Regions from separate parts of the Mus musculus genome. Here regions 1, 2, 3, 5 and 6 are each linked to region 4. The links are chromatin contacts, called in public Hi-C, HiChIP or PLAC-seq and promoter capture Hi-C maps. All regions are on one chromosome and are shown on one strand. The core of a region is the stretch at or near the end of the contact, and the rest is flanking DNA. Distances in the headings are between cores, read along the strand shown. Region 1 holds the start of 6430584L05Rik (RIKEN cDNA 6430584L05 gene). Region 2 holds the start of Scrn1 (secernin 1). Region 3 holds the start of Mturn (maturin, neural progenitor differentiation regulator homolog (Xenopus)). Region 4 holds the start of Ggct (gamma-glutamyl cyclotransferase). Region 5 holds the start of Ghrhr (growth hormone releasing hormone receptor). Region 6 overlaps Plekha8 (pleckstrin homology domain containing, family A (phosphoinositide binding specific) member 8).

The links. Promoter capture Hi-C pulls out the DNA fragments that hold promoters and counts their contacts. HiChIP or PLAC-seq counts read pairs in DNA pulled down with a chosen protein or histone mark. Hi-C and Micro-C count contacts between places; a contact is called where the count stands out from the background. Capture Hi-C pulls out chosen DNA fragments and counts their contacts.
Region 1: a contact with region 4 is called in a promoter capture Hi-C map of hematopoietic stem and progenitor cells, with 5 times the contacts expected there. The contact joins the promoter of 6430584L05Rik here to the promoter of Ggct in region 4. A contact is called at or near these places in 5 of 39 promoter capture datasets (the 3T3-L1 cell line, hematopoietic stem and progenitor cells, liver and 1 more) and 1 of 115 datasets of contacts at active chromatin or transcription factors (pancreatic cancer cells).
Region 2: a contact with region 4 is called in a FOXA1 HiChIP or PLAC-seq map of pancreatic cancer cells. The contact joins the promoter of Scrn1 here to the promoter of Ggct in region 4. A contact is called at or near these places in 14 of 39 promoter capture datasets (the C10 cell line, cranial neural crest, embryonic stem cells and 8 more), 2 of 484 Hi-C or Micro-C datasets (embryonic stem cells and immediate neuronal precursor), 3 of 115 datasets of contacts at active chromatin or transcription factors (embryonic basal ganglia, pancreatic cancer cells and stem cell-derived neural progenitor cells) and 1 of 9 other capture datasets (adipose tissue).
Region 3: a contact with region 4 is called in a promoter capture Hi-C map of liver, with 5 times the contacts expected there. The contact joins the promoter of Mturn here to the promoter of Ggct in region 4. A contact is called at or near these places in 24 of 39 promoter capture datasets (the 3T3-L1 cell line, 3T3-L1-derived adipocytes, the C10 cell line and 17 more), 2 of 15 datasets of contacts at CTCF or cohesin (the NIH/3T3 cell line and large pre-B cells), 31 of 484 Hi-C or Micro-C datasets (B cells, CD4 T cells, CD8 T cells and 18 more), 35 of 115 datasets of contacts at active chromatin or transcription factors (the 230-238 cell line, CD8 T cells, the SCID.adh cell line and 22 more) and 5 of 9 other capture datasets (adipose tissue, embryonic stem cells, liver and 2 more).
Region 5: a CTCF HiChIP or PLAC-seq map of the NIH/3T3 cell line shows a contact between it and region 4, with 6 read pairs. The contact joins the promoter of Ghrhr here to the promoter of Ggct in region 4. A contact is called at or near these places in 6 of 39 promoter capture datasets (the 3T3-L1 cell line, 3T3-L1-derived adipocytes, frontonasal cranial neural crest and 2 more), 1 of 15 datasets of contacts at CTCF or cohesin (the NIH/3T3 cell line) and 1 of 115 datasets of contacts at active chromatin or transcription factors (pancreatic cancer cells).
Region 6: a Hi-C map of rod photoreceptor shows a contact between it and region 4, with 4 times the contacts expected there. The contact joins the enhancer-like site here to the promoter of Ggct in region 4. A contact is called at or near these places in 8 of 39 promoter capture datasets (the 3T3-L1 cell line, the C10 cell line, cranial neural crest and 3 more), 2 of 15 datasets of contacts at CTCF or cohesin (both in the NIH/3T3 cell line), 3 of 484 Hi-C or Micro-C datasets (cerebral cortex, cortical neurons and rod photoreceptor) and 7 of 115 datasets of contacts at active chromatin or transcription factors (bone marrow-derived macrophages, embryonic basal ganglia, embryonic forebrain and 2 more).

Annotation. Positions count from the first base shown.
Region 1 is chr6:55,394,567-55,398,373 of GRCm38.p6, forward strand. It overlaps 6430584L05Rik (RIKEN cDNA 6430584L05 gene), which reads left to right and starts at 2,321. Exons shown (of 4, transcript NR_046179.1): 1 at 2,321-2,407.
Region 2 is chr6:54,564,761-54,568,291 of GRCm38.p6, forward strand. Scrn1 (secernin 1) reads right to left here and starts at 1,622. Exons shown (of 8, transcript NM_027268.2): 1 at 1,480-1,622.
Region 3 is chr6:54,679,984-54,683,488 of GRCm38.p6, forward strand. It overlaps Mturn (maturin, neural progenitor differentiation regulator homolog (Xenopus)), which reads left to right and starts at 1,641. Exons shown (of 3, transcript NM_001289740.1): 1 at 1,641-1,948. The coding sequence starts at 1,787.
Region 4 is chr6:54,991,293-54,994,985 of GRCm38.p6, forward strand. It overlaps Ggct (gamma-glutamyl cyclotransferase), which reads right to left and starts at 1,575. Exons shown (of 4, transcript NM_026637.3): 1 at 1,403-1,575. The coding sequence starts at 1,543. RefSeq lists an enhancer at 1,790-1,819 and a cis regulatory region at 1,800-1,809.
Region 5 is chr6:55,374,244-55,377,677 of GRCm38.p6, forward strand. It overlaps Ghrhr (growth hormone releasing hormone receptor), which reads left to right and starts at 2,052. Exons shown (of 13, transcript NM_001003685.3): 1 at 2,052-2,198. The coding sequence starts at 2,142.
Region 6 is chr6:54,626,934-54,630,237 of GRCm38.p6, forward strand. It overlaps Plekha8 (pleckstrin homology domain containing, family A (phosphoinositide binding specific) member 8), which reads left to right. Exons shown (of 14, transcript NM_001164361.1): 10 at 1,913-1,971; 11 at 2,887-3,017. Among named protein-coding and RNA genes, the nearest start is that of Gm34249, 29 kb to the right of the region's middle. Within about 2 kb of position 1,673, at least 4 of the 459 cell types and tissues checked have an H3K27ac peak or open chromatin away from gene starts, as enhancers often do. A contact at or near this core is called in liver and rod photoreceptor, where this site is marked.

The DNA of each region.
Region 1 (3,807 bases), core at 1,071-3,570, 400 kb after region 4:
AACAGTGGCAGTTAACTTGTGAAGTAGCGTTTCTCAGAGGTTTCCTGGGATGTGTGTGGAGATGGAAGGGAGAGAGTTTCAGATGAGAGTGGCAGTCAGTCTGAACAGATCTACAGGGACAGAGAGCCATGAAATGCCCAGTGAGGTGGACATGAGGTATCTTGGGGCTGCAGGGAGAAGTGGGGTTGAAAGAGATCTGGTTTGGAGTTGGAGATCATGGCTGTTGGAATATGACTGGGTTTCAGCAACAAGAGCACAGGCCAAGCCACCTCACGAGGAACAACACCAGCTTGACTTCCTTTAGGGTCTGACTGGGAAGTCGGAGTCTCCGAGGAGGCTGAGAAGGAACAGCCAGAGAGGTGGGAGGGAGAGCAGATGAACGTGGAATTATGGGGCCAAACAAAGAGTGTGGTAAGGAGTTTCTGGCGAAGGGTCTGAGCACTGCTGAGCAGCCTTTCAAGAGGAGGCTGGAGGCGCATCCAGGATTTGGCAGCACCGCGCACAGCAAGAGCAGATTTGGCAGGGGATTGGCAGACGTGGGTAGCCAGACGGAAGGGTACTGAGAAGTGAATGGGCCGTGGGAAAGTGGGGGCAGTGTGTTCAGCAGCTCTTGACTGAAGTGTGCCTGGGACAGGAGGGGACACTGTAGGTAACAGGAGGCAATTCTGGGTCCAAGTGGATCCAAGCAGGTGTGACTGTACTTGGCTCTGAGAGAATAGGGCACATGTGTCATTCAGGTGGAGATAGATCACTGGTGGAGGAGGGTGTGGTGCAATCAAATGAAGGTTGCAGGGGACTGAGGAGGACTAAGAATCCAAGTGGGAGCACGGCTGGGAAGAGGGTATTTGCCTAAAGGGAGTAGCAGAAACTCATGGGGCTTGGCATGAGAATTGGTAGAGAGAAGTGGGCTACTGGCTCCGAATTCACCATGATGGCTAGGTTCATGGTTGGCTGGAGTTTGGGTGATAGGAGCATATAGAGATGGGAAAGTATAGTAACTGGAGGGTAAAAAATAGGAGAGGAGGGCACATGGGTGACTGATGACCAGTCAGTATTAATAATCTGGGAACCTCAACTAGAGAAGGCAGGGTTAGCCTTTCTCGGAGACAAGACATAAGAGACTTGGCTCTATTTGCAAGAGAGCATATGCAGTGGGCATGGAGCTGAGGGGAAGGATGCAGACTGAATGGGACGTGGACCTGGGAGGTTTAGTGTCAGGGTGGAGTAGCAAGCTGAGGAGGAACCCTGGGAGGAGAGGAGGCTCTGTGCATGCAGCTGGGTCCTGGGGTCCTGATAAAGCAAAAGAAGAGACTGCGGGGAGTTGGGGGCATTGTGGAGACAAGGAGAGAGAAGACTAGTAGGGTACTGACCATTTGTCTGGGCATTTCTGTCAGCCAAGGTGAAGGTTGGGGCTTGAGGGACTAGGAGAACTTGGGCCAGAGTCTCCTGAACTCTGGGGCACCTTCAGAGGTCCAGGAATCTCAAGAGGTGGGACTCAACATGGGAGGGATAGCAAAGAGAGAGATAGGGCCAGGATGGAGAGGACCCGGGAGAGCTGCAATTGCTATAGGAAGCCTGTGTCTTGAAGCTTGTGTCTAGAAGCCTGTGATGCCTTTAGCCTGTGGCTTCAGGGGCTCCCAGAGGCCCCACGCCTGGAGCCCTTATGTGGTGTTGGAACATAACAAGAAGCAGCAGGGTTGGATTTATTTTTTCAGTCAGCTCTGATTGGCTCACTCATGTGTATGAACCTCTTCCTGTGGACAGTGCTCTTTCTGGCTGGCTCGCAAGCTTACGCTCATCTCAGCTCTCCATTCTTCCCTCTAGGAGGCTCCAGTTCCCAGATTCAGGGCAATGAAACCAGAATAGCACACACAGCAGCTGTGCTGCCTCAATAATACAAACATCTGGGTCCTGGGGCTGCCAGAGTGGCTGGAGCCTTTCTGCATGCAGACAGCCAACATCTTCCTAGTTAGAATTTCCCCCTGCCCCTACTTTCTCTTTCTTGTCCTCTCTTCCCCTCGAGGTCATTCTAACCCAGGTAGTGTGTTGTTACATGATACGTGATGAGAATGTGTGGCGCTCTCCCTGCCTCTCAGTGAGGAGAAGCAGGTGGGTAGCATACGTGTTCACAGATTCTTTTGGGGCTCTGGCTTCCCTGCAGCAAGTAGGTGGGTCCGCGAGCCTCCCTCCCTCAGAGGCATTGCATAAGCAGCCGCAGCCCTGAGTACATTCCCATGGTTACCGGGCTGGGAAAGGCTGGCCGAGATGGCATCGCCATGGCACCGGCATGGTCCACAGCTCTGCTGGGCGTGGCTCTGGTATGTGTAGCTCTGGTCTCTTGCTGGACAGATGGCCTTCACAGAGGGCCCTCCCAGACATCCAGTGGCCTTGGATATCATGATGTGAGGTAAGCAGACAGGAGCAGTCTGGGTGGAATTTGAGGGCTTCTCATGTCCTCACAGAAGGCCTTCAGTGGCTCAGCCAGCAGCCTTGCTGTGCGGTAGCTCTGAAACCAGTTTTTCCTCATCAAGGGCTCAGCACAGACCAGATGGGCCAAGCCACAGCTCTGCCCATTGCCTACACCCCCTTGGAAGCCCCTTACTCAAGCCCATAGGAATGAGGAATATGGAGCCTGGGCTCCATAGCCATCTGTGTTTGGCCACCCTCAGGCAGGCTGTGCCCAGGGATGCTACAGTCAGGGATAAGATCTTCAGACCTAGGCCTGTCTGGGGGACACAGGAGAAGAAGGGCATGTGAAATGGGTGGTCGAGCTGTCAATGCAGCTGTGGGGATGGCTTGAAAGGAGAAAGTCGGAAAAAGGGGCTGGCAAGAAGGCAGAGGCAAAATTCTGTGTGTCTCTCCATGATCATGTCTGCATATGAAGGCTCAAAGCTAGTCTCTGTGGTGCTAGAGCACAGGAAACTCCATGTAGAAGGTAGTTGGATGGGGAGCAAAGATGCCGTGTGGGGCCCGGGGAAAGCTCAGTAGGCATTCCTCCTATAGGGACACCACCAAGTAGTTCCCTGAAGCTCAAGCTTGCGTCTGTGATTGTCCTATAAGATGTCCCACAAAGGGTCACCCAGTTCTTCCAGCCAACCAATAAGGATCATCCAAATCATTCTAACCAGGGTGATGTCCTAACCCATCCTCTTGTCACAGTTTTCCGTGTGTAAGTCACATCATGCTGCATCAGACTCCATGCAGACCCTAAACTGAGACTCTCTTGTCCTTCACAGCCCATGTAACAAATAGGGACAAAATAAACCTTATCACCTCCCTGACGTGACATTTGTTTTTAAAGTAGGACACCTGGAACAAAAAAGCAGAGTGTCCTCTCATTTGGCTGAGCACTGTGTGTCAAGCCTCTCAAATGGTCCAGAATGTCTGTGAACGTGCAGTAAGTGTCAGCTCTGGAGCTAGCCAGCCAGGAAGTCCTATACAGCAAGGACCAGCTATACATTATCGAAGCATTCCATTTATATGGCCAGTCTTCCCTCTGCTTCACTTACAGCCATATCCACAGATGGAGTGGGTCCTAGTCATGATCCATAGCAGATGTCTGTCTTCAACTGTTTTGTGTTGCTAGGACAAAATGCTTGAAGTTGAGTAATTCGTAAAAACCAGGCATGAGATTAACTCACAGTTCTAGGTGCCCAAGAACATGGGGACATCTCAGATTTGGTGAGGACCTCTAGGTTCCTCAACACGTGGTGGATGCATCACACTGGGAGCACATGCGGAAGGGTGTGTGTTTGAAGACTTCACAGGGCAAGGCAGAAAGGGGAGTCTGAACACCAGGAACAGCTT
Region 2 (3,531 bases), core at 372-2,871, 430 kb before region 4:
AATCAAAAGAAAAGCTGCTTTATGAAGAAGAAGAAAAAAAATCCTGAAATGAGTCACCTTTCAAGAATTTGCAATCCTAGAGCCTGGGTGCTGAAGGGCTAAATCAGCCCTTCCGGTGCCATCCCCTGTATGGATTGGTGTGTGCACTATTCCCGGAGGGTGTTTACATGATACGCCCATCCTTTATAAAGCCACTCGTAAGGTACAAAAGTATGTAAGCTGTGCACAGTTGTATTCTGCACAGTTGACTTTAAATGGGTCTAAAGAAAATCAGACCAAATTAGAGTTTCAGTTAGGCTTTTGACAAGTTAGGGAAACCAGCTGTAGCTCCCTAAACTTCCCACTTGCTCCCCAAGGCACTGCAACTTCACTCAGCTTTAACCAGCTCCAAGTACACTCCCTGCCTATACACAGCAGAGCCTTTTCCTCCTGCTGTTTCTCTCAGCAGCTCAAGCCCGGGGCAGCTGCAGTTGGCTGTGGTCTGCTAGGGTTCCGCCTGGCCTGATTTTTCATGCTGCCATTTTGAATTAGCATAGGTTTACTCAGCAAGTGATGAGGATTTAGGCAGGCGTGAAGCACAGTAAACACACACACACACACACACACACACACACACACACACACAAAACCAGGAAGAAGCACTTAACAAGCTACAATTACACAGAAATACACCTCTATTTAACAGAACCCTACCAGGTCAACTTGGGAGACAGAAAATAGTAAGTTGCCTTAAACGCAAATGGGTGTGATCACATTTTTATTCCTAAATTCCAACCGATTTTCTAAAATTCAGGCGCTCCTTTCATCCTCCTGCAGACCTCACTGTGGTCGCTAAATAATTAGCAATTATTTAGCAATTCTGCCTGGACAAAAAACAAAAAGCAAGACGATAGGGGTAAACTGAGGTGGAGTGATAGCAAGGGTCGAGACACCTGCCATGACCCCACCCGGATTCCAGTGTGCAGGGGTGAGGCCTGGAGCGAAGCAATGTCTGGTGCCAGCTCACTGGCCCTTGGGGATAACCACAGATACCGGGACTCCGCCCGGCGACCAAGGGTAGCGGCCTAGTCAGGCGCCACGGATGCATTACTCGGGAAGGAGCCAGGCTCTCTCTGCTAGCCGCAAGACGGAGCCGCAGGAGCCGCCAGGGGAAGCTCAGGGGCCCGGGGAAGCTCAGAGACACTTCCCGCGCCCTTGCAACTCGGCGCCCAGAAAAAGCAGCACCCGGTTATAAACTGAAAGGGAGGTGCGGGAAGGATGCGGGATGGAGAGCAGGAGCAGATTCTGACCAGGCTGCAGTAGCTTCGTCCCGAAGTCCCTGATCTCAAGTCGGGCCAGACCGAGGCCACCTAACCTCCGATCTCCCCTTCCCTGGTCCACACTCGCGAGGCGTTAGAATTGTAATGGGAAATGTGGTGACCTCCCAGCGGAAGAGCAGCTGCCAGCGCCCCGGCGCTCCCCGCGTAGCCTGAGGCTCACCTGCCAAGCAGCCGGCTCCAGCCGGGTCCAACGGTGCTGATGCTGCGACTGCGGAGTTGGGGGCGCTGCGGCGGCTAGGTTACAGCCTCTGCATCCGTAGCGCAGAAGACCGCCGGCGCTCCGGTTTCCCAGACTCCAGGCTCTCCAGCCCCCGGCTAACAGCTGGTTTGGTCACGCGACCGCAGACCCACCCTCCGCCTCCCGGTGCTCTGGGCCCCAGGACTCGTTGTGTTTGACAGCTGAGGCCTCAGAGCCCGCCCCGCCTGGGAGGGGAGGGCACCAGGAGCCCCCAAGAACAGCAGAGGGGGCGGGACTCAACAGAAAGTGGTTCCTTTCTTTCTAGATTTTTATTTCTTGGTTGAAACTCTCTCGAAGGGAGGAACCAGAGCTTTAAGGAGCCAGGTCCTGCTTTCTCCTGGCAACATTTTACTGTGTGGTTGCTAGTCTGAGCCTTGGTGCCTGGCGAGAATTCCCTGCAGAGATATGCATTCTTCATTTGGTTGATTCAATGTGTCAAAGTCCTTCCCTAATGTTAACCGATTGTGATCGTGCTCATAAACCAGACGATGCAGCATATTCACACTCTGTGGACCAAGGTCATGCAGCAAGTAACAAAGGCAAGATTCCACACCAGGGTTAATAAACTTTTGACAGGGAAAGAGGTGATGCCCACCTCAAGGCTTTTGATAACAACGCCTCAGGGGCTGAGACCCGATCTACCTCGATAAGAAAAGGCTGTAAGAGTCCACTGGGAAGAGAGTAGCAGCAGCGGGCAGCAGCAGATTCACATGTATTTTCCAGTTATCAGATGAACACAAATCAAAGTTTTATAGTCTCTATGGTGTGTGTGTTTGTGTGTGTGTGTGTGTGTGTGTGTGTGTGTGTGTGTGTGTGTATGACAATATCTCTCAAGATAAGAACATATGTAGCCTTTCACCTGATTCCACTTTTGGACTTTTGGAATTCATCTTATAGAAGAAAGGACACGGGTGTGAAATGAGCAGGAGGATTCTGGGGGGGCCATATTATTTGTGTCAGCAACGACTAGAACCAAACCTCACAGTGGTGGTACACACAATTAGGGAGGCTGACAAGGCTACATAGTAACACCTTGTCTCAAAAACTAAAAGATTGAATGAAATTCAGCCTATAAATACCATGGAATTCCATCCAGCATATTTTAAAGATTTAAAGATGAGATCATTGTCTGTGTACTAATTCAAGACTTCCAACTTATACCAAGTAAAAGGCTAAAGTGGGGATAGGTTAGGTGCAGAACAGTGTGTGTGTGTGTGTGTGTGTGTGTGTGTGTGTGTGCGCGTGTGTGTGTGTGAAAATATATACACTTCCTTTTGCAAATGCTTAGACTACTTTTGGAAAGATCCATAAGAAACTGTAACAGGAGATTCCAAAGGGAAGAGAGCTGATGACTGGCCACCAGGTAAGGAGACTTTCCCATGTCCTCTTAAATCAGTGTGTGCTTGTAGCTTGTCAGGTGAGGAAGCAGACAGTGGGAGAAGGATGAGGGAATGTGGCAGGAACCATCAATAGATTCTACAGAAAAGACCATTGGTTCACAGACTTAGAACACAAAGGTGCTTTGTTTATTTACTGCAAACAATAAACTGTGTAGCCTAATGCATGTGGCTAATAACTTTCAAAACTCCTAAAGAGCTTGACCTGGGGCCTCCCTGGTAACTTCTGACGTCAGTCTCCAGAGCTGGGACCAGGAAACTTGAGTTCTGCCAGATTTTCAGGTTTCCCTTGTGCATTGATGTTTGACAGCCGCTGTTCTGAAGTCTCTGTTATCTCCCGGGTCTCCACACAAGCTTATTCCACCGTGGTGTAGCACTTATTAAGCACCAATAAGACATTTTTATTCTTGGCTTTGTACAGGACAGACTCTGCTTCCATTCAAGTCACACAAAGAGAAATAAGGGAACAGAACAGTCCAACAGATTTAAAAAAAAAATCTAGAATTATCAGTTAGGGCTTTAATCACTGGCCTCTATCAGCCATGTGGAGTCTAGCTGTGTGTAAATTACAAGGCCT
Region 3 (3,505 bases), core at 391-2,890, 310 kb before region 4:
TGTAGATCATGAGAGATGAGTGTAATTAATGCACCACTGAATTTCAGCATCCATTCTGGGTGTTAGACAGTCTCGAGCTTGTGCACATTTCTACACATATTACATAAATGCCATGTCAAATCAGCAGCCATCCAAAATTTAACATTCATGCTTGGTTTAACAGAATGTCAAGCTAATCAATACTGCTTCACACATCGGACACCAATGAGTACTGCTATAAGCCTAGGCATATAATCAAATTTCCTACATTTAAAAAACCCAGGGCTAGAGAGATGGCTCATTAGTTAAGGCATCTAGCTGTTCTCCCTAAGAACCTAGATTTGATGATACACACATGGTGGCTCACAAAGGCCTGTAACTCCAGTCCCAGGCTATCCAATACCCTCTTCTGGTCTCTGGACACCAGACACATACATGGTACACACCAATACATTTATGCAAAAACACTCATACAGATAAAAATGAGTAAATTGTAGAAAAACCCACTGGATTTCTATTCCTTTCACACACACACACACACACACACACACACACACACACACACACACACACTTTCTCAAACCCTAACTATAAGGTCATGAATATATACCCATTTTCACAGATGTGGAAACTGGGGTTCCCAGGACATATCCCAGTCACACTGTCAAGTGGGTTCTCTTAGCCTCAGAAGTCAGGGAGTAGAGGAAGAATCACTCCCACAGTCTAAAGACAAATGCAAAGACAAGCAAATAAACGTAAGGAAATTCTGCCACAGAAATGATCAAAACAGATGACTGTGGAATAACGTCTTCTGCCTGTAATAACAGGTGCACTAGCTGGGCTCCCCTTGGCTAGACTGCCAGCTTACTGAGGCGTTTAGACCCCAGCTCATTCATGTTTACACCCCAGCTAGCAAGGCTCCTGGTTCAGAAGGCGCAGTTTAAAAATAACCACGAATAAATGTTTATAGAATGAATGCTATTTAATGTGTCCCTTCCGGAAGCCAAGTGTTCAGACGAGGACTCTTCTACTCCCTGTAAACCAGTGTGTCTGCTGGGCACGCAGCAGCCAGAGCATTCAACAGGTGTAGTCAACGGGCAGGCTCCTTGCTTTCCAAGCAGGGTTGGGGTGTGGCTCGGTGGTAACATGCCTGAAAAGCACGACTCTGGGTTCAATTTTCCAGCAACTCAAAATACAAAACAAAACCTCAAACCCAACAAACAAAACAACAGTTGGCCATTTTAAGTCATATAATATAAATTCAAGCCAAATCAGTGAAGGTATTTGTAAGAAGCACGCAGCTTGATGTGCGTGTACACTTCCTTCCAAATCAGTCTAGAAAACACACTCTGGGTTCCTGGGAGGACCGAATTTTGGCTTCTGTAGAAAGCAAAGCTGTTTCCCCGGGTGCTCGCAGCACCTCTACAATCAGCCCTGGCAAGGACCAAGCAATCTGTACTTCTGGGTGCGTCCCTCGCGTTTATAGCGGATTCCAGAGAAAGCCTTCCAAACTGGCTCCAAACCAGGGGTCCGGAGCCAGCCCCGCCCCACCCCGCCGCCACCTGCAGAGACGGGCGCCCCGCCCACCCTGACGTCACCGGGCTCCGGGCGGCGCCGAGTAGGGCTCCGGGGATTGGCCAGAGTTCGTGACGTCACGAGCCGGGGCGGCCCCGGACTGGCGGGGCCCCGGGGTGCTTGGGTTCCTTTCAAGGCGGGCGGTGGGGGTGGGGGCGGGGCGGAGGCGGAGCGGGCGGTGTAAACAGACCCGGGAGCCGTGAGCCCCGGAGGAGGCGCGGGCGGCGCCGCCATGGACTTCCAGCAGCTGGCAGATGTCGCGGAGAAGTGGTGTTCCAGCACGCCCTTTGAGCTCATCGCCGCCGAGGAGACGGAGCGCAGGATGGACTTCTACGCCGACCCGGGCGTCTCCTTCTACGTACTGTGTCCGGACAACGGCTGCGGCGACAGCTTTGTGAGTGCACGGGACGGGCGCGCTCCGCTTTGCCCAAGCTCCTCCAGGGGGGCCGGGTGGGGCGGATAGCGGTGGCAGGGTGCCAGGGTGCCAGGGAGCGGAGGTGTGGCAACCTACCGGACCATCGCGCACCGGGCGCGTGGCTAAGAGCATCCCATGGGAGCCTCTATGGGGCACCCACCGGGCGGGGCTCATAGTCCCTGCGGCAGGATCCGAGGTCGGGTCCCCGAGAGGTGTCAGTCCCCCTCGGGGTCTCAGACACAACTCTGCAGCCGCTCCTCCCAACAGGGCCCCCTCTCCAGCCTGCGAGTCTCTCAAACGGACACAAAGCCTCTGTCCACACCCGCAGTGATAGATCTTTTGGACCCTCTTTGCGGAATTACGCCCTGGAGCTTAAAAATGCACGCGCGTGCACACGCGCGCGTTCGCGGGGGCACGCCTATCCCGGGTCTCCTGCTTCCCTAGCTCCTCAATGAGCTGCCAGCAAGTGTTTGTAGCCCATTCGGGTTCTAGCCTGCCATGAGGCTACTGTGTCCTCGCCGAGGCCTTTCGGCTTTTCCAGAGGAAAACCCCACACACCCAGGTCCAGAGGGACCAGAACCAGGAACTACAGCGACCATACCTTTGGCCAGCATCCCTCCCACTAGGTATTCTGGTGCTGACAGTTTAGGAAGGAGATACTGAGAGCACGCGGTTGTGATGGGAGGTGTGTAGGCAGGGCAGGGATGGCGCTTCGTGGAGTGTTTGTAAGCACTGTAAATAATAGTCCCCAAATGTAAGATGGAGGCAGCTGGGGATGAGGGTAATCGTGTGGTCGATGGCCTGAGGCTGGAGGCGCTGCTGCAGCAGAGGAAGATGGGGTGGTGCATGGTGCATCGACCGCTTGGCTCATCAGGTGAAATGACAAAGCTGGACATATCCCCCCACCCCGCTGGGTCCGTACACCTCATCCATCCATGGGAAGTTCAACCTAGGATCCCTGAGACCCGGACAGGACAGGTGCACATCTGCCCAATAAAATATGATCCTGGTTTTGGGTGGCAGCTAGATTTAGGTTCTGTTCACTTGTCTTCCCTTGAGTTGCCTACCCACAAAATTAGCTTCCTAATACCAGTTCTCTGGCAATCTTTGAAGTAGACCTAGCAGTTTGATGCACAGCAAGTGTCCTGCAAATTTAAAGTTCAGAGACCTAGTGTTCCCCCCTATCTTTGTATAAACTCTTACCTGGAACTAAGAATGTAGCTTAGTTAGAACACTTGTGTAGTGTGTGTAAAATCTGTTAAGCATTGAAGGAATTTGAATTAAGTAGCATCTCTGCTATTTGGAAATTTTGTTAACAGTAAGACTATTATATAGCATCTTTCAGTTTACAAACTTTAAGATTGTTTAAATAGTTACAAACACTGATGAAGGCTTGGTCTCTCCTTGGTCAGAGGTATCTATCTGACGGATGGCACTGTGCCTCTAAGCACAGGTAGTTGGCTCTAAAGGAATATAGCAGTACTTAGCCCCTATTCTGTTCGGCCATCCCCAGGTGCACACTTCTGTCTGTGTTCT
Region 4 (3,693 bases), core at 325-2,824:
ATCTCATCGTCTGCTTTCATCCTGTAAGACACTCCACTCACAGCATGCAACAGACTGTCCAAAGTTCTCTGTGGTCATGTTAGGATATGACACTTTCTTATCTTTCCAGCCCTCATGCCACATCTCCCTGTAGACTCCAACCACTTCCTTTATCTCCTGTCCTTTGAACAAGCTACCCTCCCTGACAGTTTTTTGCTCTCCTCATCTCCCTTCAGGTCTCAGCTTAAAAGTTATATCCAGGAAGGCTTTCCTGAGCACCTAGGTCAGGTCCTCTGGTCATATATTCTGTTGCACCTTGCAAGTCCTCTTTTAAGGCTAACCACAGCTATAATTTATCATTTATGTGGTATTTCTTTCCTGTACTTCACGTACTTGAACTCCAATCCTACACTCTTTGGAGTTTTAGATAGAGTACAGAGCGTGACTCCCACTTCTGAAACTTGAAAGGCTAGGAGCTAGTTATCAGATCATCTTGCTTGCTAAGTAAGGACGTGGATTCATGGTGAGATTTAGCCAATCAGGGCACCTCGCAGGGGCTCTCAATTAGTGCTGGTGTTTAAGATCATTAGGGACTCCACTCTAGGCTTCAGGAATTGCAGAACTGTGGCAAAGCAGCAGTCAGGAGTCAGTTCCATATTGTGCTTACTAGTTGAGGAAAGGTGTGGCCAGTTTCCAGAGCAGGGATGGCCCTCTCCTGTAATGCTGGTTGTGTATACACACACACACACACACACACACACACACACACACACACACACACACACACACACACAGTAGTCCACCTGTTTACTCAATCTTTCAGGTGAATCCATGAGCTCTCTAACAGCCTTCCAACACCCCTCCCCATTCTCCTTTCTGAAATCAGCTGGTTTCTGTTGCCTGAAATCAAGAATTGACAAGGTTATCAAAGTTGGCTAAAATTATTAAGGGCCCTACACACAATCAGATTGTACACCAGAAAGGTCCTCCAAATAGCTAGGCTGCTCAGTCATCCTTGTAACCCCAGCACTGAGTGCCAGAAGAATACGTATTAAAGAGGAAATGAACTATGGTCAAGAACACATTTTATCACAGTTAAAAGCTTATTGGGCTACTCTACTGAGGGAACGAACATTGCTATCAGTATTGAAGACACGGTTCCAGGTCTCAAGGCCAGGACGCTAAGATCCGAAGGAAAGGACAGGCAGAATTTCACAGAACTGTGGGATAGATAAGGTACGCACAGGACAGAAAGCAGCTAGTTCTCGACTAAGAAGCACCTATTAAAGGCATCTTACGGGATGCTCATAACCGGTGGAAAAGGGCAGCCAGTGGAGGGTTGCGAACTCCGACGGTGGCTAGAGGTTCCCGGCAGGAGTCGCAGCTAGCCCGCTCTCCAGGTCGCCCGCACAACGGCACTGACCTGCAGGCGCGCCACGCAGCAGAACACGGCCGAGGGGTTTCGCAGGTGGATCCTCTCGGTCAGGAGATTGCTGCCGTAGGCGAAGTACAGGAATGTCTCCCCCTCCTGGCCCGCATGGCCCTCACAGTCGGAGCTCGCCATGTCCACTTATCCACGCCAGCAGCGTCAAGCACAGAGAAGCCGGACTAGCGCTGCTAAAAAGAGCAGTGCGCCGCCACCCACGCGGTAGTGCAGAGCGGCGGGCGGAGCCGCACAGAGAGCGCGCTGAGGATTGGCTGCCGGCTTGCCGGCGTGAGCTAACTACCAGGATTGGCCTGTCTACAGCTCCTCCCGCCCACTGACGTCGCTTTTCTATTGGATGCATCCCTCGGATGTACGGCCCCCTGCCTGAGGCGCCGCTGATTGGCGAGTCTAACGGACAGCCCGAGAGTGGCTACTGGCGACTGTGTTTTCCCCACCTGGCGGCGATTGCCCAGGTCAACCAGTGGTGCGGTAGGCTCTGCGCCTGGTATAGAGGAGACAAGTCTCAAATTGCTGTCGGCCTAGCCTGGATCTTGCGGCAGTTCTCCTGCCTCAGCCTTCCTGGAATGGGAAGGCTGATCCTACAAGTTTTCTTAGGATCACTACCTGAAGTTGCCTCACTGCATACCAGGGTAGTCTTTCTCCCACGTTCAGATCCGGACATGCCATTTGCTAGCCAGTTGACTCTGTTCATCGTTGCAATCTATTTCCTCTTTTTAAAATAGAACGACACAAAACACCCATGTTGTTGCTCTTGAAATGAAGATAGGAGAGCAAACTGAAGGTCTAGAGCAATGACTGCCGTTGGCCCTCAGAAATTAATCTAAATTCAACTCCACACTGACAGGTGCCAGAATTCCTGGAGAAATGACTGAATCTTAGGTCAAAGCTGGGAGTGAAAATTACCTCTTGAAAGAACAATAATCCAGAAAATGAGAACCCCAAGATGAACAAGGTCATTCCTAAAAGACCATTCACTAGACAAAGCGAGAACAACTTAAGGAGCAGAACGACTGGAAACTCTAAAATGATCCCTAAATGTATGTCATTCCCTTCAGGAAGTAAACCAAATTAAAACAGAGAAGAGAACCATATTGCCATGCCATCAGTGGCTAACACTTCATCACTTTTAAAAAGTGGGTATTTAAGAAAATGAGTGTTCTGCCTTTCTAGTACCAACTGTATTTTTGAAAACCAAATAGCTGATGAGGAAGCAATTCTTTGCTTTTTTAAAAAAAAGTATACTGGCTAAATGCAGGAAATGGGGGTACTGGGATTAGAACATCTGTCTCTGGTGCAACCAAACTTCCCGTCAGGAGCATCAGGTCACAGGGATGTTTATAGAGTCTCAGTTATCCCCCAAGGCTCACTGCTAGTCATTGGACAGGAAGACCATGATTATTTGGGAAACCTGACCTCTCTCACCTGATAGCCAGTCAATCTGGTCACCAATAAAAGAAGACTATCCTGACACAGTCAGAAAGCAACATGAAGCTGGGCATTGTGGACTGCACCTTTAATACCATCACTCGAGAGGCAGAGGCAGGCAGTTCTCTGTGAGTTCAAGGCCAGCCTGGCCTAGAGAGTAAGTTCCAAGATAGCCAGGGCTGTTATACAGAGAAACCTTGTTTTGAAAAACAACAACAACAATAATAACAACAACATGAAGCAACACGAAGCCCCCACATCTGTGAACTACAATTTACAAAGGATTTTTAGCCTCAAAAAAAAAAGCCTTTTATCTTTTATATCACCCTCTTCCAGAAACCATTCATGTATAAGAACAAATGGCAATAGAAGAAAACAGTGAAGAACACCTTGAACTTATCTCTTACATTGTTGTGATTAAAAATAAAAGGTAAGGCTGGGGCCAGCTACATGGATCTGGAGGTAAAGCACTTGCTACCAAGCCTGCAGACAGTTACATCTCCAGTACCCATAAGGTAGGAAAAACCCAGCTCCTGCAGGTCTCCTCTGACCCCTACGTGCATACACACACACACTCTCTCTCTCTCTCTCTCTCTCTCACACACACACACATACATACATACACACACATACACACACACACATACATACACACACATACACACACATACATACACACACACATACACACACACACACATACACGCACACACACACAATAGGTAAGCATATAGATGTAGTAAAAAGTGTTTTTAGAAAGACAAGACTGAGGGAGGGTTGTTCTAGTTTGAGAGAAACGAGACATGAAGGCTCAATGTGATGGCTTGTCCTTGATAGATTCT
Region 5 (3,434 bases), core at 802-3,301, 380 kb after region 4:
ATGAAAATGTCTTTATAAGATCTGGAAAGTCTGTAGGGCATTTTCTTCATTAGTGATTGATGTGGGTGGCCCCAACCCATTGTGGGTGGTGCTACCCTTGGGCTGATGGTCATGGGTCCTATAAGAAAGCACATTGAGAAAGCTGTGGGGAGCAAAACAATAACTAGGACATCTCTGAATCAACTTCTACTTCCAAATTTCTGCCCTGTTTGAATTTCCACCCCGACTTCCCTTAGTGATGGACTGTTATTTTAGAGTGTATGCCAAGTAAACTCATTCGTCCCTAAGTTGCTTTGGTGATGGTGTTTCATCATAGAATAGTAACCCTCATCAGAACAGGCAACTTTACAGGTGCAGGAATAGAGGCTCATCAAGCAAGCATTGGAGGCATCTCACGCCATGGTTGATGTAGAGTGTCCTAAGGAAATGCATGGAGAAGCTGAAACAGGTTGGCTAGTTCAGTTTTGTCTTGCTGACCTTTCAGACTGGGTGGATCTTTGCATGGTTATGGGAGCTCCCTACTGCATACCAGCCGTATCTGGCTGCCTCCCATCCTTGGCCCCTGCCTTCAGTAGTAAAACACACTGCCAGACATCGTTAAATGTCCCCAAGGAGAGCCAAATTTTGTTGTTAAGTGCCACTCATTTAAATAATATGAACTGCTATGAATTCTTGGTATCGATTATTAATACCACTAATGCTGGTCAGGGAGATGCTAATTGTCAAGCATGATCAATCATGCACTTCTTTGGGTGTGGTAGCCTCTGTCCTTTTTTAGTTACGTCTTCTCTGTAGTCATTGATTACTTCTTGCCTGAGTCTCCTCAGCCTGCAAGAGAGGAGCCCTGTGTGCTGTGTGCCACCCACGCTGGGCCACATGTGCAGAAAATATTTTCAGCATTTTGTTGACAACGATTAAGGGTGGAAAAATAAAGCCCCGTTGATGTCAAATGATCCCCAGATGCAGATGTGGTGGTGGGAGGCTTTCCACATTCATGACACAGGTTCAGTAGAAACACATCTGGCACCCCAAGCACAGATCCCGACAGCCCTGTAACTGGATATGGCCGTTCAGTGATCAAGACCCCTTAGCTCCCACGTCATTCAGGGTTGTCAAAGGTGACATTCACTTTCAAGTTCCAAGTGCTGAGCAAGATATAGTCTTGTTTAGGACATTGCCAGTAGCCTGGCCAATTGAGAGCTTGTATTTTAAAGTAGAAATAATGAAAGTGCGTCTCTTCACTTTGATAATGGAACATAGATGCCCTGCCCCTCTTGAGTGTCCCAACTCCTGGGATCCCTCTGAGAGTCCTCCAACTAGCCTCAGATTCCCCTCTGGACAGGGGATTATCAGAAACTCTGCCTAGCCCCATGTGAAGCTGGGGGCTTTGATGCTGCAGTTGTCACCTTGTCAGGTAAACCATGCGGCACACTCTTGGGCGGCATAAACTGTGTTTAGTGACTGACTGACTGACTGACTGTTTTGTGATGCCAGGGATTTGAACCTGGAGCCACACACATGTTGACCCAGTGCGTTACCACTGAGCCACAACCCCAGTCCTTCAAGTCACTTTTCATAAGGCTCATTCAAATCTTCCAGGCTCCCCTGTCACTTGCCCCTCTTCTCGTTGGTCCTCTCAGCTCACCCTCCAGCCCTGTGAAAGAGACTTAAGCGCATCAACCAATCTGGGGCTCCTTAAAACATTGGGGCAGCCCTGGGCACCTTATTTTCTGAGGTCCTGTATTTCTGGTGCAGGTATAGGAGGCCTCTCTGAGTAAGGCTATTGGTGAACTGGGCTCTAAAAACAAAGGGAAAGCATCCTGACTAAGTGGAGGATTCCTGTGGCTGTCACCTCTCTATGCCCTGTCTGTGTTCTCTGGGTTCTGACTGTCAGGATAGGTATACTCAGACATCAAGGTGGTGTAGCAGAGCTCAGCCACCCCCTGCTGAGGACACGGAGTCCCATTTAGGGCTGGCGGTAACACAATGTCCCTCCATCCCGTTCAATATTCAGCTGGGTGTCCCTTCTGTTGGCCCCGCCCACACCAGTTGCTACTGGGAAGGTGAGGCAGCAGAGATGCAGCTAGGTGGCATCACCAGAGACAGCCTGGGAGGGAAGGCTGACTGCAGACACCATTGCCATGGATGGCCTGATGTGGGCTACCCGTATCCTCTGCTTGCTGAGCCTGTGCGGAGTTGTAAGTAGCCAACTCAGACCTTTGTTCTCTTGGGTGGTGGCAGTCTGTGGTGGGGGAACTCCTGAGTCTGGTGGCTCCCTCCTTCCTTCCCTGACTAATGTTAGGACCATGTGGGGCTTGAAGATGTCGTGAATGCCAGCTCTTCCAGCTGTGATATTTGAGAACTCTTCCTTTCATAGAGCCAGGCTTGGAGGAGCTTCAGAAACCAGCTACTGCTCCCTGGCCTGTGTATAGGGGCATGGGGAAGCCAAGAAAGGAGGCTTCCTTGAATGTGCTCCAACTTTCCAGCAGAATTTCTGGGTTGCTGTCAGTAGCATCCAGGGCCAAGAGGGGAGGAGTCACAAGTCACTAGGTGGGAGCATACGGGAACGGAGGCTACCTTCTTCTACTGCCTTGCCAGGGGTGACCACCCGTCCCAGTACCTCACTGTCCTTCAATCAAGAGGCTGGCATCTTCAGACCGTGAAGTGAACTCTGTGACACGAGCTTTCGTTTGCCTCTGTGTAAAAAAAGAGAGACTTGGGCTAGATGTGGTGGCTCAGCCTTTGTGGACACTAGACGATTATCATGAGTTTGATGTCAGTCTGAGCTATGCAGAGGATTATAGGTCAGCGGACCTAGGGCTACCATGCCGCGGGGAGGGGATGATAAGTGATCTCACCTGTCCAGGGCTGGCATGAGAGTGTCATGCAGCTGGCATGTGAGTGTCACACAGGTAAGTTCTATAAGTTCCCTATATGGTACAAAAGACTCATGTCCTCCTCTGTGTACACAGAATCTCAAAAGCTCCATTTCAGGGAGGGAACCCTACACCAGAGGAGTCATTCAATAGCTGGGGTAGATAGGGAAAATCCCGAGTGTGTGTGTGTGTGTGTGTGTGTGTGTGTGAGAGAGAGAGAGAGAGACAGAGAGAGACAGAGACAGAGAGAGAGACAGAGACAGAGAGAGAGACAGAGACAGAGACAGAGAGAGAGACAGAGAGAGACAGAGGGAGACAGAGAGAGACAGAGAGAGACAGAGAGAGACAGAGACAGAGAGAGACAGAGACAGAGAGACAGAAAGATACAGAGAGAGAAAGCGAGATGTATATGAATCTTGCAAGGAAGGGCATTTGGTTAAATCTTGAGAGCTGTTAGGAATTTGAGCTCTTTAAAGAAAAGGTCAAACTCCAAGCCTTAGGCAAACATCAGATCTCTGCCTAGCCTGGAGCACGTGGGCTCCACACAGCCCCTGAATC
Region 6 (3,304 bases), core at 423-2,922, 360 kb before region 4:
GATTTGTTTGTATTTCCTTAGAATCTCAAGACTCACAATTTTGTTCCTTATCATGATTGTTTTGGAAATTCTAGGTCCTTTGCAGATCTGTATAATTTTAGTTTTAAATTTCCTATTAAAGGGCCACTGGGGTTTTTATTAAAGCTGCATACATTGAATTTGTAAGCCCAATCTGGGGAAAATTAATGTCATTCACAACATTATATCTCCTAGTCCATGAGTATGATATATATGTGTGTTATGTATTTGATGCATATACTTTAGTCATTTTTATTTTCTCTAATGTTAACGTATAACTGTGTTTTATTAGGAATAAATTTTGGACTTTATGGGTTTGATGCTATTTACATATGTAGCATAAATATATGTAGATACATTGATTGTTGTATGCTGGTGGTTGTTCTTATAGTCATTGTCTTAGTTAGGGTTTTATTGCTGTGAACAGACACCATGACCAAGACAAGTCTTATAAAAACAACATTTAATTGGGGCTGGCTTACAGGTTCAGAGGTTCAGTCCATTATCATCAAGGTGGGAACATGGCAGTATCGAGGCAGACATGGCGCAGGCAGAGCTGAGAGTTCTACATCTTCATCTAAAGGCTGCTAGTGGAAGACTGACTTCTAGGCAACTAGGGTGAGGGGCTTAAGCCCACACCCACAGTGACACACCTATTCCAACAAGGCCACACCTCCAGATGGTTCCACTCCCTGGTCCAAGAATATACAAACCATCACAGTCATGAATCAGATAATTTTATTAAAATGCTTTTTTTGCAGCTATTGAAATTTATGTTTTTCTGGTAATTGCCTATATAATGAGTTATGTTCTTTACATTCATTCACTCCTGTTTTGCTGTATTTCTATATTCTTTACCTATTTTCTGTTTTCTTTTTTTCCTCTTTTAATTCTCATTTCCTGTCTTAGGGCCAATGAAGCCGTTGTTCTTTAGCACACTGTTTTATTTCCTATTTGGGGTTCTTTTTAGCTGCATCATTTTCTACCTTTTCTTAAAAACGATCAATCAGATAATTTTTAGAATTTATTTTTTTTCTCTTCTGTTTTTTTTCTTTAACTTTTATTTTTATTTTGTTCTTTTGGTTTTTTTTTTAAAGATTTATTTATTATTATATGTAAGTACACTGTAGTTGTCTTCAGACACCCCAGAAGCGGGCATCAGATCTCATTACGGATGATTGTGAGCCACCATGTGGTTGCTGGGATTTGAACTCAGGACCTTCAGAAGAGCAGTCAGTGCTCTTACCCGCTGAGCCATCTCTCCAGCCCTTCTCTTCTGTTTTTATGCTATGCCTTAAAAGTAAAATTTATGTTTAGTAAATATAAATAATTAAAATTATATAAAGTTAGGAGTATAGTCAAATCAGTAATGTAATATAAGTTTATAGAAGATACATTAATATAGCAAAATAAAAATTAATGTATCTTACATAGCAGCATATCTAAAATGTCATAAACATGGAGTCAGGGTAGAGAGCCATTAGTGAGATTTTCTGCATTTTTCCTTTGGTGCTACATCTTTAAAAACCGATAGGTATTTTAGGCTTACAATTCACTTCAGTTTGGACTTTGCAACATTGAAAGTACTAAATAGTCACACATCTGTTGCTGCCACACTGGGCAGTGTACCAGCCTTTCAAATGAACACTCTAAATCGATGAGAGGTGCTTTCATCAGACCTGCCACGTAGGCCCTTGTCACAGAGACACATCTCAAAGCAGTGAGATAGAAAGCTGATGACCAAGTCCAGAAGTCAGAGTAATATTGGGGAAAATAGCTTCTAAATGTATTATTATGATAAAAATATTTTCTAGTATAATAATATATGTTTCCTAAATTAAAAAAAAACAAAACCTTTTTCAGAATTGTTTTTGATCCTTTTTTTTTTTTTCAGACAAACTTGGTCCCACAGTGTTTGCTCCTGTTAAGATGGATCTTGTTGGAAATATTAAGGTGAATATAAAGGAGAGGGGGAATCATTCACACTGGGAAGTTTGAGTAGAGGAATAACTGCTATGCAGGAGAGGCAAGCCTTTAGTAGGCTGACCACTGGATCAGTGGGGAGCCATGTCAGCAATGAGTATATGCATTTTGGGGTTAAACAATAATAAAAAAAAACTATGTTGGTTGGCAATAGCTATCATTTGTCTGGGATACAGAAGACCAAATTCCTGGTACAGCTAGCTGTGGGGCCATCAACAATAGGAACTCTCAACCTCCTTCCCAGAAAAGTGAAAGTTGTGTATATTACATCTAGCACTTGTGAATTAAATCTCTTTTTAAGCCAGGCATAGTGGCACATGCAAATCTCAGCACGTGGGAGGCAGAAGCAGGAAGATCTCTGAGCATTCAAAGACAATTTTATCTGCAGATTGAGTTTCCAGGGCAACAGGGCTGGGTAGAGAGAACCTGTCTCTAGAATAAAATAAAATAAAATAAAACACAGTACTCATCACTAGGTGTGATGTGTTGAGGAAGTTCTGTGAGTACCGTTCCTGGGACGTTAGGAGAGAGAGAGAAAGAAGTACATGGGCTCTCACTCATACAAGTGATGGGTTTGTGTGTGTGCGTGCGCGTGTGTGCATGCTCAGGATGAGAAGTAGTTTGAAACAGAAGACAGTTTCTAAGGGAGGCAATGGTACCCCAAGAATGATGCTTAAAGCTTGGGACTCTTGGAGTTTGTTAAAGCTCACAGAATTTTTGGAATTTTTAAAATACATTACCCTAAAAACAAGAAAGATAGTCAAGTTGACTTTGGTCTCCTAGAAGTCTTGTTGCTTGTAGATTTGAATTCTGTACTGACGGTACTGGTGATGTCACAGTTTCCAGCTGCCACAGTTGCCCTGTTTTGTTTTGTTTTGTTTCCAGAAGGTAAATCAGAAGTACATAACCAACAAGGAAGAGTTTACTACCCTCCAGAAGATAGTGCTGCATGAGGTGGAGGCTGACGTCGCTCAGGTTAGGAACTCGGCGACGGAAGCCCTCTTGTGGCTGAAGAGGTAAGAGGTGGAGTCAGCTGGATTGCTCACCCAGCTCAGGCTCAGCTCAGCTCAGCTGGAATGCTCACAGCTCACACCACCCGTGCCTTTCAGAGAGGCTGTGACCAAAGCTGTAACCTTCTGTGGGAAGTCTGCTGAGCCAAGCATTGGCCCCATAGTAATACATGTTGGTAATATTGGTAGTATTTGTAAGATCAGAGTTTTAGGCTGGAGAGCCAATGAGGTTCTCTTAAATGAGCAGCTTTCTGCTTCGATGGCAAAGCCTGGGAAAACACTGAACTCAGAAC